3 separate regions of the Mus musculus genome follow, and all the other regions are linked to region 1. Evidence: chromatin contacts called from public HiChIP or PLAC-seq and Micro-C data. All regions are on one chromosome and are shown on one strand. Each heading gives the region's core, a stretch centred on a gene start, on an enhancer-like site or on the middle of the called end of the contact. The rest is flanking DNA. Distances are from core to core; before and after follow the strand shown.

The links. A called contact is a pair of places that touch in the nucleus more often than the background predicts. HiChIP or PLAC-seq counts read pairs in DNA pulled down with a chosen protein or histone mark.
Region 2: an H3K27ac HiChIP or PLAC-seq map of embryonic stem cells shows a contact between it and region 1, with 5 read pairs. The contact joins two enhancer-like sites. A contact is called at or near these places in 2 of 484 Hi-C or Micro-C datasets (cortical neurons and embryonic stem cells), 2 of 115 datasets of contacts at active chromatin or transcription factors (bone marrow-derived macrophages and embryonic stem cells) and 1 of 9 other capture datasets (adipose tissue).
Region 3: a contact with region 1 is called in a Micro-C map of embryonic stem cells, with 1.7 times the contacts expected there. The contact joins the promoter of AU021063 here to the enhancer-like site in region 1. A contact is called at or near these places in 1 of 39 promoter capture datasets (3T3-L1-derived adipocytes), 1 of 484 Hi-C or Micro-C datasets (embryonic stem cells), 3 of 115 datasets of contacts at active chromatin or transcription factors (embryonic stem cells and neural tube) and 3 of 9 other capture datasets (adipose tissue, liver and pancreatic islet).

The regions. Positions count from the first base shown.
Region 1 is chr15:101,091,089-101,096,209 of GRCm38.p6, reverse strand. No RefSeq gene overlaps it. Among named protein-coding and RNA genes, the nearest start is that of Gm41402, 9.4 kb to the left of the region's middle. Within about 2 kb of position 3,024, at least 116 of the 459 cell types and tissues checked have an H3K27ac peak or open chromatin away from gene starts, as enhancers often do. A contact at or near this core is called in adipose tissue, embryonic stem cells, liver and 1 more, where this site is marked.
Region 2 is chr15:101,275,379-101,280,499 of GRCm38.p6, reverse strand. No RefSeq gene overlaps it. Among named protein-coding and RNA genes, the nearest start is that of Atg101, 6.4 kb to the left of the region's middle. Within about 2 kb of position 2,874, at least 55 of the 459 cell types and tissues checked have an H3K27ac peak or open chromatin away from gene starts, as enhancers often do. A contact at or near this core is called in embryonic stem cells, where this site is marked.
Region 3 is chr15:101,218,046-101,223,166 of GRCm38.p6, reverse strand. AU021063 (expressed sequence AU021063) reads right to left here and starts at 1,920. Exons shown (of 3, transcript NR_045996.1): 1 at 1,842-1,920; 2 at 1,553-1,689; 3 at 1,012-1,378. A330009N23Rik (RIKEN cDNA A330009N23 gene) reads left to right here. Exons shown (of 3, transcript NR_045328.1): 3 at 978-1,976.

The DNA.
Region 1 (5,121 bases), core at 1,775-4,274:
AGTGGGGTCTACAGTTCATGTTTGGGTAAGATCTCACTGCTGTTAGGAAGCTTCAGCCAATTGAGGGCATTAGCAACATGCTAGGTTCATTTTTCTTGTCCTCCTTCTCCTCCCCCCTCTCCTTCCTCTTCTTTTTCCTCCTCTTCTTCTTCCTCCTTCTCCTCTTCCTCTTCCCCCTTCTCTCCACCCCACCCCCCACCTCTTTAACAAGGTTTCATGTAGCCCATAGTCTTGAACTTACTATGTAGGGGAAGATGACCTTGAACTTTCTGATTCTTTTGCCTCAGTTCCCAGAGGCAGGGATTGTAGGTGTGCACCATCATGCCTCTCACTATTTACAAGGAAGTGTGTTTGTATCTGTTGGCTCAGGTTTTTTAACTGTTGGCAATACTTTAAATTTTTTTTTTACAGCCTCATCATGCGTCTAAAAATACCATGGCACAAACCTGTGCAGGGACCAGGTTGTACCCATGGCCACAGAGCCCTGGAGAAGTTAGCACACATACTGGAGGAAAGTATGGTTTGAGTAGCAAGCCTGGGCTTCAAGGGTGCATACATTCTGAGCAGTGTGGAGCTAGGCCTGGGAGTCAAAGGTCATGGGGCCAGTTGCAATTATCCAGGCTGCGGAGTTGCAGTGGGAATAAAAGCAGCTGACCTGGACAGGAGAGAAGACCCCGTGGGCTCAGGGTAGGGGTCTTTGGAAATTAGCTCTCTTTGGAAGGCTGCAGGCTATCCCTTTGACCTCTTAAAGAGTTTGAAAACACACACACACACACACACACACACACACACACACACACACACACACACCATACCCCTCATAACCACCTAGTGAGTAGAAGCCTGTTTCCGGGGGAGGGGTATCTCTCTGAAAATCCAAGGACTGTGCTCAGGCAGGCCACATCTTGGAGCTGGGTAAGACATTCCAAAGGGCCTGAAGAAGGAGTGTGGTAGTCCTGGGGGAGGGGCTCAGAGATCCGGCCCGGCCTTTAGGAAGACCCCAACCAGCGGTAATGGGAACCACACGTGGGACAAGCCTGGAATCCTGGATTGCCTGTGACGTTTGGCTTTGGAATCGGACACTTGGTTGAGGTCACTCCTGACCTGCTGAGCTCTGAGGCCTCCCAGCCCCAGCTCCCTTCCTAATGGCTAATGGCTGCCAGACACCGTGTTCTGCACCCAGCCCTGGGGCCTGCCTGCTTCCGGGACAGGGGATGGCTCTTGGGTACTCTTTCCTGTTGCGGAGCACAGAAGTCCTGAGGAGTAGAAGTTTTCAGATGAGAGTTTTTGGTTTCCTGCTGGGCCAATATTGGATGGGCTTAGATATGATGGAACAGAAAGGCAGAGGCAGGCAGCTCTCTATAAGTCTACACAGTGAGTTCTAGGCCAGCTAGAGTTACGGCCCCGGAGCTTTGCAGAGGTTTCTCCGCAGTGCCTGAGGGACTCTCTGTCATTCCAGCAGGCTTAGCCTTCCCGCGGTGTCCCACTTCATGCCCCAGGTACAGGAAGAGCTGAAAGGAAAGAGGTCTGTGAGCAGGTGCTTTGCTTCCAGAATCTCGAGGAAACAAGAGGGCATGGGTCCCTCCTAGCAGATATCCTGGCGCTTTTTTCTCTCCTAACACCCTTTGGTGTTCGTTCACGCTGGGAGTCTCAGTAAAGCCCAGAGGCCTAGGACACTCCTGTTCCTGAGCAGATCCACAAGCTTTGGGTCTCTGCTAACATTGCTTCTGCTGGACTCTATAGCCCTGTGACTACAGTGTGGGTGTGTGCATGAGTGTACTCTGCTTTCCAGCATCCTACCCCTCACCCCTCCCTCCAACTCCCCACCCCCCACCCCACCTCACTCCTTGGACCCCGGCTTTAGAACTTCTAGGCCTCCTGCTCAGTATCAGAAGCTGGAGGGCTGCATTCCTGGGCTAAGGGCAGGAGGAGGAGCCCTCCTTCCTTTCAGCACACACTCATCCTGCAGTGCAGATGCTCTGCCTTTGAGCCCTGACGTCAGCCAGTGCCTGGACAGTGCGTGGCACCTGGAGGCTCAGCTAAGGAGGAAAGCTCTGGGAGTTTGCCTGTTGGCTTTTGAGACAGGGTCTTAAAGCCCAGGTTGGCCTGGAACGCTGGGATCCAGATACTGTTCATTCCGGCTCCAGGCTGGACAACCCTCTGCTTTTTTGTTCGTTTCTTAAGGATTTATTTTACTTTTAATTCCCCTCTCTCCCTCTTTCTGTTCTCTCTCTCTCTCTCTCTCTCTCTCTCTCTCTCTCTCTCTCTCTCTCTCTCTCTCTCTCTTATCATCCATCCCCTGGAACTGGAGTACAGGTAACTGTGTGACCCAACCCACTAGGGTATTGGGAACCAAATTTAAGGTCTTCTGCAAGAGCGGTCAGTATTTGCTCTTAACCACCCAGCCATCTCTCTAGTCCCTGGACAAGCGTCTGTATCTGGAGCTAGTTCATTCCTAGATGGAACTGAAGGAACCCAAGGTCCCAGCACTCTTCATAGTTTGGAGAGGGGGTCTCCCTGAGGCGAGGTGACCAAGCACGCACGCAAAGACCACAGAGCAGGTTCTGGGGGCCTGCTTGACTTATCTCTACACTCCCGTAAGGCGTCTTGGTCTCAGAGTCCTTCAGAGATGGCTCTGAGGCTTCCGGAGAGGAATCTGCCGGCTGGAACAGACTGGAAACCAGGCTGCAGTTGCAGGCAGGTAAACCAGTGTGGGCGCATCTGCCCTAGAAGTAGGCTGCAGCTCCAGGTAGTCCCTCTTCATCCAACCCATCCCCCCCGAGCCTGGTTTCGGGAAGCTCTCCCAATGAATATTTAATAGCTAGTGCTGGGCCTGATTGAATTTTAATGTGGGCGACCCGAGCCCTGGAGCCCAAGTCCAGGCAATTAGTCAGGAGCCATTAACGATGACTGAGCTGATTTATCGGCCAGACAAGGCCGGGGCTGGGGGTGGTTGGGTAGGGAAGCTCAGGCCTTCAACGGCCCAGGATTGGGCCACAAGGTCTTCGGTACCAGCCAATCCCCACAGACATCTCGGCCTGCTTTGCATTTCATCTGCATAGCATCTCCAGAGGGTAGGCCTCGCTGGCGTCCTGTGGGGGAGGCGGCGGGTGGCTGGGGCTAGACCCAATCTGGGTCATTCCCTGATCTGCCGATTGTGGCCACTCGGGAAAAACTAAAATGAAACAAACACAAAACACTATTACACATGGGACTCCATCCAACCATCCCGCGGTTCCGGGGACCTCCTCTCTACCCTAGTTGGATCTAAGTAGGAGAAAATTACAAAAATGATGCTGGTCTAGGGCCAGCCAGGACCTGAGCAGAGCTGAAATCCCTGTCTCAACAAAGGAAAGGACTCTGCTCGTAAAAGGCTCTGTGTTGAACCCTCATTCCCGTTCCAGGCACTGGCTTCCCTCCTTTCTGCCTCCGCCCGCCCTCCGCTTCTGCACTGCTGGGGGATGGGAGTGTGGGTTTCAGGGTGCTCCGCAGTGCTCAGAAAGCCAGGGATGAAGGCACCGAGCTCTTGGAAGAGAAGGCCCTCCTCCCTTTTCGTACCCTCCTCCTCTATCCCTCATCCCCCTCGACCTGGGTGAATGAGCTGGGATTCAGCCTGGAGTGCTCTATTGAACTATGCCCGACCTCTTAAAGCGTAGGTCAAGGATTTAGCTGGCCTGTCTGCTGCCACTCTGGCAGGTGGCCTCCTCCTCACTCCCCCAACCCCCATCAAGGCCGTCTGCAATGAGTGGGCATGTGGTGAGAGAGGGTAGCCTTTCCTTCGTGAGGCCAGTAGCCTTATGGTGCAGGTCTCATCTGAACTGGGCTGGGAGAGCCTGAAATCCAACTGTGAAGGGAATGTGGAGTTGAGAGGTCACCCAGACCTTGGCAGTCAGGGAAAGCTTCCTGGAAGAAGTAGGGCAGAGTAGGTACTGGAAGGAAGGGAGGGACAAGGAGAGGAAATCCTCTGCAGTCACTCTACCGCCACAAACAGGATACAGCAAGGGGAAGCTCAGAAAACCTGCTGCAGCAGATCAGCATGAGGCTGCTGCAAAGGCAGAGGAGGATCTTACCCCGTTTGATGAGCACCTACTGTGTGCCAGGCATGACACTAGACAGTTGGGTTCATTGATTCATGCGAACCTGTCCAACCCGCGTTGCCCCACACATTGGGGTGGCCTTGCAACCCCAAGAGGTGCCTAGGGAAGACAAGGGCGGCCACAGGATGGGGAGGCCATACCTGGCTCTACCCTCTGGTCCATAGTATCTGTAATTCTGAAACTCCTGAGGGCTGAGGGACAAGTGCCTGGCTGTCCACCCTTACCTCTGGTGACCGAGTTGAGTCAAGTTGACCTGTGAGCAACAGAGCTGATGAGCTTCTGTTCCTGCCCTCGCCTGTGGAGGCTTCACATCTCAACTTTCCTCCTTCAGGTTGGGTCTGGTGGCCGAGGCCTGGCAAGCCTGTTCAGGATCGCTGAAATGTTTCTAGCTCTTAGAGATGCTTCCAGAGGAACTGGTCGCAGAGACCCAGATACAAGAGTCCTCCTCACACTGGATCTGGAAAGCCTCGGTCCCAGGCTCGCCTCCTTGCCTACCCTGCAGCATCTCCCATGGCTCGGAACTCACAGAGATTCACCTGCCTTTGCCTCACAAGGCATCTCAAGTGCTAGCTAGCGTTAAAGGCTCATGCCACCAAGACCTAACTTCTTAAAAATGGTTTATTGAGTGAATTTGTCACCAAACAAGAAGACCTGGGCAGAGGCTGCTGCCTAACTCAGGGGCTTACAGTGTTGCCATGAACCTGCCAAGAGCCTTTGTTTGTTTCTTGTGTTCTTGTGTGAGGTGGTGAGGCGTTAGAGCAGCTACTCAGGAGGCTGAGACAGGAGGACTCATATTAGCTTTCTCCCTGCCCCCTTCATTGTTTTCTTAAAATGCCATGTTTTGTTCTGTATATAAATGTGTGTTGTGTGTGTGTGTGTGTGTGCGTGTATGTGTGTGAGAGTGTGTGTATGAGTATGTGAGTGTATATGAGTGTAAGTGTATGTGTGCGATGTGTGAGTATGTGCATGTGTGTGTGTGCATGTATGCGTGTGAGAGTGTAAGTGTGTGAGTGTGTGTGAGTGT
Region 2 (5,121 bases), core at 1,625-4,124, 180 kb before region 1:
TCCTTGGAAGACACCAGTGTTCTGAAAAGAAAAGGGACACACTCAGAGTCAAGAGGAAACCAGGCCTGGTAGTTCAGTCCTCTATTCCAGCCTTGGGAGCCCTAAGATGAAAAATTCAAGGCCAGCCTGGGCTACAGAATAAGTAAGAGGCCAGCTTGAATCACATGGCAAGAAAGACCCCATCTCAAAACAAAACAAGAAATTCACCATCCTTAAGAGAAGTAGCCAGTCACATTCTCAGAAAGGTGGGACGTGATGTGAGAAGAAAAGCCAGCCCTCTGCGAAGAACACAGGACAGCAACTTGAGCAGCTGGGCAATGGGGGATGGGGTGTGGAGGGTGGGGGGCTGCTAGGAAGCCATGGAGCTACTGAGTTTTCTGGAGAAGGGGACAAAGAGGCTGGCAGAGTGGGCTTGCTGACGATTAAGAGTGGAGTTCTGAGGCAGGATAATCGAGGACAGAAGCGAGAGTCCTGTGTCCCAGCAGCCAGGCAGCCAGGCTGCTGACTAGGGTGCTATCAGTCGTGCATGCTACAAAGGTCTGGGGAGAGACCTTGAAGACCAACCCAAGTCCTTGGAAGCAGGCAGCTGGCGTTGCCTGATGAATGTGGCCTCGGATGGCCCCACTTCATCCTGGGGTGTACCCAGGGGGAGTGTTGAGCCCTGAAGCTGGGCCCCTGAAGGCCACTCCGGCTGCTGCAGAGCTGACCCCAGTGGCGTCACAGGGCGTGACTCAAGCCCCAGCAACAACTCCGAGTGGGACTGACGTCAGCCTGGGGGCTCCTGACGGAGGCCAGCCTTGCAGGATAGCCAGAACCCTGTCTGCTGACCCTCTAGCTAGGCCACGGGGTGCAAAGGAGACCAGCTGTCCCCTTCTGACATCTGTCCCCTGGGATCCAAGGCAAGGATTCCTCCACCTCCCACCCTTTCTAAGATGTCACGTCCCACCTCTGCCCTCTGTGGCAGACAAAGTGACTGAGCGGAGGAGAGAGTGGAAAGTCATGTGGGAGAGAGTAGCAGAGATGGTAGCAAACTTGCCAGCTTCATCAGGCTGTGTGTTTGTGTCTTCTGTCTGACCTCAGGACTTTAGAGGGAATCAGCTCTCCTTGAGTTTCAAGAGCTGTGTGTCCATTCACTGTAAAGGCCTATATGTCTGGCCAAGTGGAGTGTGAGTGGGGCTTTATTTCTGTGCATCTGTCCCTCGGTGAGAGCGTCTCCTTCCTCCCTGCAAATGTTGTGAATTTGTTTCTTTGAGAGCATGTGTCTATCTATCTATCACTCCTGGGGAAGAAGTCTAGTGACCATCTTTGAGAAAAACCCTAGGATTCAGGCCAGGGTCTATATCTCTCCTTGGGGACTGGTTCTCTGGACCAGGTTTCATGCTAAACAAGGACAATCTATCTTTATGGTATTCCAGCTCCCTGGGAAAAGATCCAGGTTTCCTACTTGGTTACCCCCAAGACTGGCCTCCTGGGGGGCCTCAGGCTGGATGAGCAGGGCCAGCCAGCACCAGGCCTGCCTGGCTTGCAGCTGGGCACCGCTCCCTGCTAACACAGCATGTACCAACGAGGACAGGCCCCCCCAACACCCTCCCCTAACTGGCTCAGCTGCCACCCCCAACCCCCACAGCCACAGAGAGCCTGATTTATAGTCATGGGTGGAGGAAGACATTGCCAGTGTCTGGGTCAGACCTTGAAGAGACCTCAAGTGGCTCCCCCCAGCCTGCCAGGTTCAGGGCCCAGCAAGACAAGAAAGGAGCCGGAGTGGTGAGGAAGATGAGCAGACAAGAGTGTAGGGGAGGCAGGCCCGTGTAAGAGGCCAAGGCCAAAGGTGATGGGGGTGTGCCTGGAATGCAGGGCCAGGCTGGAATCCAGCTGGGGAGCCTGGAATGGGCTCCTGCTCTCAGAAGCGACAGCAAAGAGGCCTTTTTTATTCTCACCTGATTCTGAAGTTTCAAATCCTGATAGCCATCAAGGCCTTCACCAGGTAGCCCCCCAAACTTGGGGCTAGCGAAAGGCATAGGAAGCATCCTGAGAGCCTGCACTTAGCACAGAGCTAGAGACAGAGCCTGGGGGTGAACACGGGTTCCTCTGAAGGGAAGAGAGTTGCTAGCTGAGCTATGGGGCCATAAGACCAAGCCTGGGCATAAGTGGAAATGAAGCAGGCAGGAGGCTTGCCTGCCGTCCTCACACTCTGAGAAAGCCCATTGGTCCTGGCCTCTCTAAAGTCAGTGGTGTGTTGGAGAGGGACTGGGGTCACTCACACGTTGAAGCTAAAGCCCTCTAGGACCCCTAGCTCAGCTCTCATGGGAGGCCATCGAGAACCACCCTCATCCAGGACAAAACCTTGATGTGCATCCTACGGCCGCTCACTGCCCAGGACCACAACACGGCCTCACAGGCCCTCACATGCGTCCATCCGCAGGATCGGGACCACTACCGGGGAACAGCATATGTAGGATAAGAGCAGATTTGTAGTCAGCTCAACTCAGCAACAGCACAGACAAGTCCCTCGTCTCCTCAAGGCATGACCTCCACCACCTCCCTCCAATGGAGACTGGGTGGGCAGGACCAGATGTGAGGCACCCTCACCCACCCAGATCTAAAGGGAAAATGAGCTGCTGCTGTTGTGCCCACCTCAGAGCCCACCCTCCCCAAGGCACAGTCACCTCAGGGCTGGGGAGGGGGACAGGGCCTCTGGGCACTGAGCCCAGCGTGGGTGGGGGGCAACTGGGAGGCAGGTTTCCTGGGTCTCCCATGAGGACAAACAGTAGGCTTTGAGGCCTTGGAAAATCCCGCCCGGGATTCCAGGCCCTGCCAGCGTCACTGCCTTTTGACTATTGTCCCCATCGGAAACGGGCCCAGCCCCCGACCAACAGGGACAGAGCCGCCATTGTGAGGCCCCAATAGGCTCAATGCCCCCTTGTTCGCCCTCTCAGCCCCTAGCAAGACTTGGAGGCCAGTTCTTCCAGTTGCTGGTGGAAAAGAAAGGGCTTGCCTGCAGGCTCCAGCCTTCGGGTGGGGCAGGGCAGGAGTCGAAGATCAGCCCCCACCCTGTGCCTCAAGTGCAAAAGAGTCCAGGAAAGGAATTGCTGTCATTGAAGAGTCTTTTATTTGCAAAGAATGGGCAGGACAGCCCAATGGTCCAGAGACTGCACACACCCAGCACAGCGGCTTAATTAATAAAGCCCTGGGGAAGTCACTTCTCTCCTCTGAAGGGGATTAACTTCTCATGAAAATAGAGTGACTCATGTTTATCTAGGTACAGGCCTACAAGCCCAGCACTCGGGAGGATGGGACAGAAAGAACTGTTGTGAGTTCAAGGGCAGCCTTGCCACACTGCAAATCTGTCTCTAAACCAACAGAAAAGCAGGTGATGGTGCCGAGTGCCTTCTGTGAAAAGGATCCAGTGGGTGAAGGACCAAATATACAGCAGCTGTCAACATGCTAGCTTAGAGTCTGGTAAGGGCTGAGGTTTCCCCTTCTCTCTCTCTCTCTCTCTCTCTCTCTCTCTCTCTCTCACACACACACACACACACACACACACACACACACACAACTTGGAGGTATGAATTCTTTTGCCTGTCCCGAGGTACAAGGAAAGCAAGAGGGAACTAGTCTGGACATTAGCTACAACCATTCTGCTCCCAGACTGTGTCAGTCATCAAAGAGATGGGGAAACTGGGTCTGGGTGAAGCACTGGGCTTCTCTAACAGGGAAGGGAAGTGGGCCGGGTGCTAGAGTTGCTGGGAAAGCTCACTTGGAATGAGGTATTGTCCCAAGATGCATTCTTGGACCATGCTAGGCAGGGTCTGCCCGAGCCCATAGACCTTTCTTAGGACTGAGGCTGAAATGCACTCCCAGATCTCAAATGAGGATGCACAGCTGGGAATCCTTAGGGAATCTTTCATGCTGAGTTAGAGCCTAGAAGCGCTTATGTCGTCTTCCTGACTGTAGAGCAGAGCCCCTTTTGGCCCACTCTGATCCAGCTCCTCTCATCCAGAGGCCACGGAGATGTTGCCTTGGGTCCTGAAGCCAAGGGTACTGAGAAATGACTGTGAAGGCCATGCCTTCAGGGCTCCTGTGAAATTCTGGAAAAGAGCTGAAGCTAAGCACCACGAAGGTGGATGGCCCCTGCCTCTTGCCAGCCTGCCACAGGCCTAAGGATGCTCTCCGTTTAGATTCATGTTTCTCGGGTCATCTTCACCCCCAGTGCTGGGTATCAAATCTGGAACTCAACCATTTAAGGCAAATATTCCTTCACTGAGGTATAGTGCCAGAACCTTGCCTCTAAGCCCCCAAGGGAGAGGCAGATAAACACAGGAGCTAGAGAGTTGGATAGGACCCTTGGGTACTGGTAATCACTTCAGAACAATCTACCTGCCAAGAATCCAAGGACTGTTGGCTGCATAGATCCTGCTCCTGGGGTTGGCAGACAGTAGGGGGACTCTAAGAATATAGATCCAACAAAACCCACATGAACATCAGCTAGTAGTTTTTAGACTCACCACACATCAAAACTCTCTCTGATACTAAAAGGCTAGGTCTATTCCTCTTTCTGTTCTTACAAATGTGCAAACCGAGAAGTGAGAAGCCTGGCCTAGTGGTAGAGTGCTTGTGGGGTGTCTGGGAGACCTCAGCATCACCCCTCCCACTCCATCACCCCAAAATAAAACGGAACTGGTGAGGGGACTCGGGAGGTGAAAGTGCTTTCTACTAAGCTGGATGATCTAACGTCTCTCAAAGCAGGACAGACCTGGCTTCTACAACTTGTCTTTTAACTTCCACACGCTTGCAATGGCACGTGTGCGCACACATATATACACACACATGTACTTGAGTACACTATTTTTTTCAACACAGGGTTTCTCCATGTAGCCTTGGTTGGCCTGGAACTCTATTTGTAGATCAGGCTAGCCACAAACTCAGAGATGTGCCTGCCTCCGCCTCCCGAGTACTGGGATTAAAGATGTGTGCCAATAGATATTTTTTTAAATACTTAAAAAATAGTTCTAATTCATAAATTGTCCTTTATTTATCCCCAGGTCAGAAGGCTAAGAGACAGACCTGAGACCCAAGGCCAGGTCTATCTTGCTGCTCTAGTCCCTGGGTTAGCCGCTGTCC
Region 3 (5,121 bases), core at 671-3,170, 130 kb before region 1:
GAAACCCAGACAGAAAGCACCTTGCTAGGAGGGTTGCTCAGTGACCAAGTTGACAGTCCAAACAAGGCAGCCCCATTCTGGAACTTCTGCCTTACTCTGTGATGCTGACTTCAATGCTTCATCGTGAGGTTGAGCCCGACTCTGTGCCAGGGGCTGGCTAGGCACTGGTGTGACAGAGGTGTTTGGTCTGGGAGCCGGTTGCATGCTGTACATGTGCTGTGTAAGACCCATACCATGGGGGAGCAGAGGCCAGAAGGCCATATCTCAGAGGCCAGAAAAGACTTTCTTCTACCCGTTCATCAGTCTGGCTGTCTCCTTGTGTCTTGCCTCCCCTCCTCCAGCCCCCTACTCTCACCCAGGCCCCTGTGCCCTCACTACACAAGAAGTATAAGTGGGAAGGGTGGCTTAGGGACTATGTTAGCTAAGATGTCTCCCTTAATGCTTCTCTCCCTGATTTAACCACCAAGTGGCCATCGGTTGAGGGGCCAAGGGAGAGTCAGTGGAGAAACATGGGACTCTTATTGAGAGCATTAACACAGATGGACCCCTGGACCGTCTGTTGCCTGACAGACGGCATCTGTAGTGGGGGAGGGGGTGGGGAGTTACGAAGGTAGAAGACAGAAAAGTTTGTATTGCGTTCATTCTAGTTCTTATCCACGAAAGGACCCTCCCCCCACACACCCCCAACGAGATCCTGTGCCACCTATGAAGGTGCCACCTGCCTACTCTGGAGGATTAGTGAATGCGTATCTAACAGCCCTGTTGACAGAAGTCCTTTGTGCTGATTAGAGGTAAACACCTCTTCCCCCACAACCCCAGTTTGTGCAGGTCCGATTGCCTCTTGCCTCCAGGTGAGAAGCCACCACAGGGAGCTGAAGTTCTCACCTAAGCAAGAAGGTGCTAGAAAACCCAGAGCAAGTGTGAGCCCAGAAAAGGCAATTTCTCTAAGTCCTTGGCATGATTTTCTCAAATCTTAGGATTTCAGAGCTGGAAGAGGCCTCATGTTCTGGAAAAGACGTGTGTGGTCCAAGCCCTCCTGCCTGAGACAGCAGTCAGAGAGGGAAAGACTGCCCCGGAATGGATTTAGGAACCCAGGACTCTTGACAAAGACTGCTAATTCAGCAGCTGGCAGCTGGGGAGCGGACTGCCTGATTCCTCTGCGGTTCCACAGTTTCTCCAGGGAGGATTGGAGAGTCCTGGGTGCCTCCCTGTGGGATGGTGGCACCCTCTGCTGGTCGTGAGCCTTGTGGTGGAACTATCTCCAGACTCAAAGCCGTCTGGTGCTCGGCGCCACCTGGAAACCTTGCCATATTTTGGGATCCCATACAGCATTTGTTCCTCCAGGAGGATCTGTAGTGAGCTGGTAACTGAGTTCACACTGAGGAAGTTGTGAGGAGGGAGATGCTGCCGGTTAAAAGTACTCCACAGCACGGCTCCAGAGCTCAGCCTTCTCTGCCCCACCTCCTCTTATGCCACGCCCCTTGCCTAGCATCTGTTCCCCTCCTCCAATTAGCCTTACCCAGGCCTCCTGCCTCTCCAGAATGTCCCTTACCTCCTCATGCCTCTTAGCAAATCCCCTGTGGATCTGCTCCTGAGAAATCTATACTTCGTCTGCAACTTATGTCGAAGCAGGTGTCTTGTTCCCAGGGAGTTCATGTTTCCCAGTTCTTTGGCTCCAGCTGCTCCATCCTAAGATGGGGTTTAAGGGTGGGGGGAGGGGAGACCTGGGTAGCATGGGATTAGTAGAGGCTGTCTAACGGACAAAGCCCCTTCTCACTTCTTTAAGGACAACCCCTTGCCAAGTCTCCCACCAATCCACAATTCCCTGTGACCCCACAGACCTGCTTAAGTTCTGGGGAACCCTCGGAAAGTTGGAGCACTAGAGCTGCGAAAGTTCAGACGCTGTAGAGTCCCAGTGAGTCAGTTACTTCAGGGCACAGAACTAGCAAGGATGAATAAATAGCTCTATGGATGCCGCCTCTGCTTCTGTGTGGGAGGGGGGAGGGGAGGGGATGGGGAGGGGAGTTAGCAGCAAGAGAGGGCCTGGGGCTCAGCTGGCTCTCTGGTACACCAGGAATGATGGGCTGGGCCTCAGCTGCATGACATCACTGCTTGCAGGAGGTATAGAACAGCCGGTGGGCAGCTGGCTGGGCAGGGAATGCTTGTTTTCTTAATGACTCCTATTGCCTAACAGCGTTCTCGCGGTACAGTGTTGTGTTGGTGCTGGGGCCCTGCTGCGGGAGAGTTCTAGCAGGTCTGATCCAGTACAGTTCAGAGATCTGACTCCCAGGAGGTCTGTAGGTAGGAGCCAGGTAGATAGGACAGTTTGTGTTGGATATGGGTGTCTCCTGGTCTAGTCCCATCCAGAGGCCAAGCATCTGCCTCTCGAATGGCCAGGTTGGAGTGACAGAAGGAAGGGACACTCAGTCTGGTTTTCCTCAGAGCAGCAACACGTCACTCATGAGACATGGAATACATATTTCCTCACCTCTCACTTTAGCAGGAGAAATGCAGAAGATGGAAGCTCTTAGGGCAGGAACTCCACAGACCTCTTCCCTGTTGGCAAATGAACACCTGCTCAGCGTCTAATCCCTGGCTTTTTGGGTGGTGGTGGTGGGCAGCATTGTGTATCAGGCTACCCAAACCCCAAAATGCTCATGCTAGAACAACCCCCCACCCCCGCCCCTGGCCATGGCTCTCTCTGCCACTGACTTCAGACAGAAGTCAGCATCCCCTTTCTGCATGGCTGTCTGATCGTGCCTGAACCTGTCTCCTGCCCCACTGGCTGTGTCTCTCCTCACAGTTCTAATGGTCTGCTACCACAGAAAGTGCCTCCCTACAGACAAGCAGGGCCACATCACGCCCCTGCTTACAATCAGCTGTAGTGTGGAAGCCGGTGTCCCACAGACTCAGCCCTCACTGTGATACTAAGTGGTGGAGGGTTTAGGAGGATTGGTGATTCATTCAGTCAGGAGGGCTCTGTCCTTGTGAATGGAACAAGCACTGTGCTGGGCAGTTTTGTGTCAACTTGACACAGACTGGACTTATCTGAAAAAAAGGGAGTGTCTGTTGAGAAAATGCCTCCAAGCCTGGTGGTGGTGGCAGTGTGTGACTTTAGTCCCTGCACTCAGGAGGCAGAGGCAGGTGGATCTCTGAGTTTAAGGCCGGCTCTACAGAGCATGTTCCAGGATAACCAGAGCTACACAGAGAAACCCTGTCTCAAAAAACAAGCAAGCAAGCAAACAATCAAACAATGCCCCCATAGGATCTGGCCATAGGGCGTTTTCTTAATTATTGAATGATGGGGGAGGGTCCAGCCCTTTGTGGGTGGTGCTATCCTTGGGCTGGTGATTCTGGGTTCTATAAGAGAGCAGGCTGAGCAAGCCAGGAGCAATCCATTAAGCAGCACCCTCCATGACCTCTGCATCAGCTCATGACTCCAGGTTCCTGCCCTGTTTGTGTCCCTGTCCTGACTTCCTTCGAAAATGACCAGCGCTGAGGAAGTGTAAGACAAGTTAACCCTTTCCTCCCCACCATGCTTTGGTCATGGTGTCTCATCACAGCCATAGAAACTCTAAGACAAGTACTCTTATAAAAGAGTCTCCCGGGAGCCTGTTTCCCTTCCTGCCAGAACGGGAAAAGCACCATCTTCCAGGACCAAGCTCTCTGTAAACACTGACGCTGTCGGCCTCTTGATCTTCAGCTTTTCAATCCCTAGAAATGTTAGCTAAAAGTTTGTGTTTATAAATTATCCATGAGAGTGGTGGTGCAAGCCTTTAATCTCAGCACTTGGGAAGCCAAGATAGGTGGATCTTTATGAGTTTGTAGAGGCTAGCCTTGGCTACATATTGAGACCCGATCTCAAAAAACAAAACAAACCAAACAAAAACAAACAAAAAATCTCCAACAAACAAAAAATCTCCAACAAACAAAAATCCAGGCTAAGAATATCTTCCCATCCTTACCATGAAGACTGTCTTAGGGTTTTAGTGCTGTGAACAGACACCATGACCAAGGCAAGTCTTATAAAGGACAACTTTAGTTGGGGCTGGCTTACAGGTTCAGAGGTTCAGTCCATTATCAAGGTAGGAGCATGGCAGCATCCAGGCAGGCATGGTATAGACAGAGCTGAGAGTTCTACAGCTTCATCTGAAGGCTGCTAGTGGAAGACTGACTTCCAGGCAGCTACGGTGAGGGGCTTAAAGATCGCACTCATAGTGACACACCTACTCCAACAAGGCCACACCTCCTAATAGTCCCACTCCCTGGGCCAAGCATATTCAAACCATCACAAGGCCTGAACCCAGGGACTCACATGTTTTAGGGATAGTGTTCTTACCATAGCTTGGACTTTTCTTGTTTGTTTTGTTTGAGATGGAGTCTCACTGTGTAGCCTTGGCTCACCTGAAACTCACTATGTAAGCCAGGCTGGTCTTGAACTCAGAGATCTGCCCATCTCTGCCCAGAAAAAGATGCTGAGATTAAAGGTGTGGCTACCTGGTCCAGATGGGTTGGCAACAGAAATGACCTAAAACACCTTTCAATGGCATTGCCCTATATGAAGAGAAAAGGTTTCTGTTGAATGGTTTCAGTGTTTTTAGTTAGTTCTCAATCTCTCTCTCTCTCTCTCTCTCTCTCTCTCTCTCTCTCTCTCTCTCTCTGTGTGTGTGTGTGTGTGTGTCTTTCCTGTTTTTATTTTTGTTTTGTTTTAAGACAGGGTCTCTTTGTGTAGCCCTTGTTGTCCTAAAACTCACTCTGTAGACCAGGCTGGCCTTAAAACTCATAGATCGGGGCTGGTGAGATGGCTCAGCGGGTAAGAGCACCTGACTGCTCTTTGGAAGGTCAGGAGTTCAAATCCCAGCAACCACGTGGTGGCTCACAACCATCCGTAACGAGATCTGACTCCCTCTTCTGGAGTGTCTGAGGACAGCTACAGTGTACTTACATAAAATAAATAAACAAACAAACAAACAAATAAATCTTAAAACAAAAACAAAACCTCATAGATCTGCCCGCCTCTGCACCATCACCTCCCAGCTATGGTTTCTGGTTTCTAGAGGAATGGCCTCATGTACCACAGGCTGGCCTTGAAGTATAGCCAAAGATAACCCTGAACTTCTG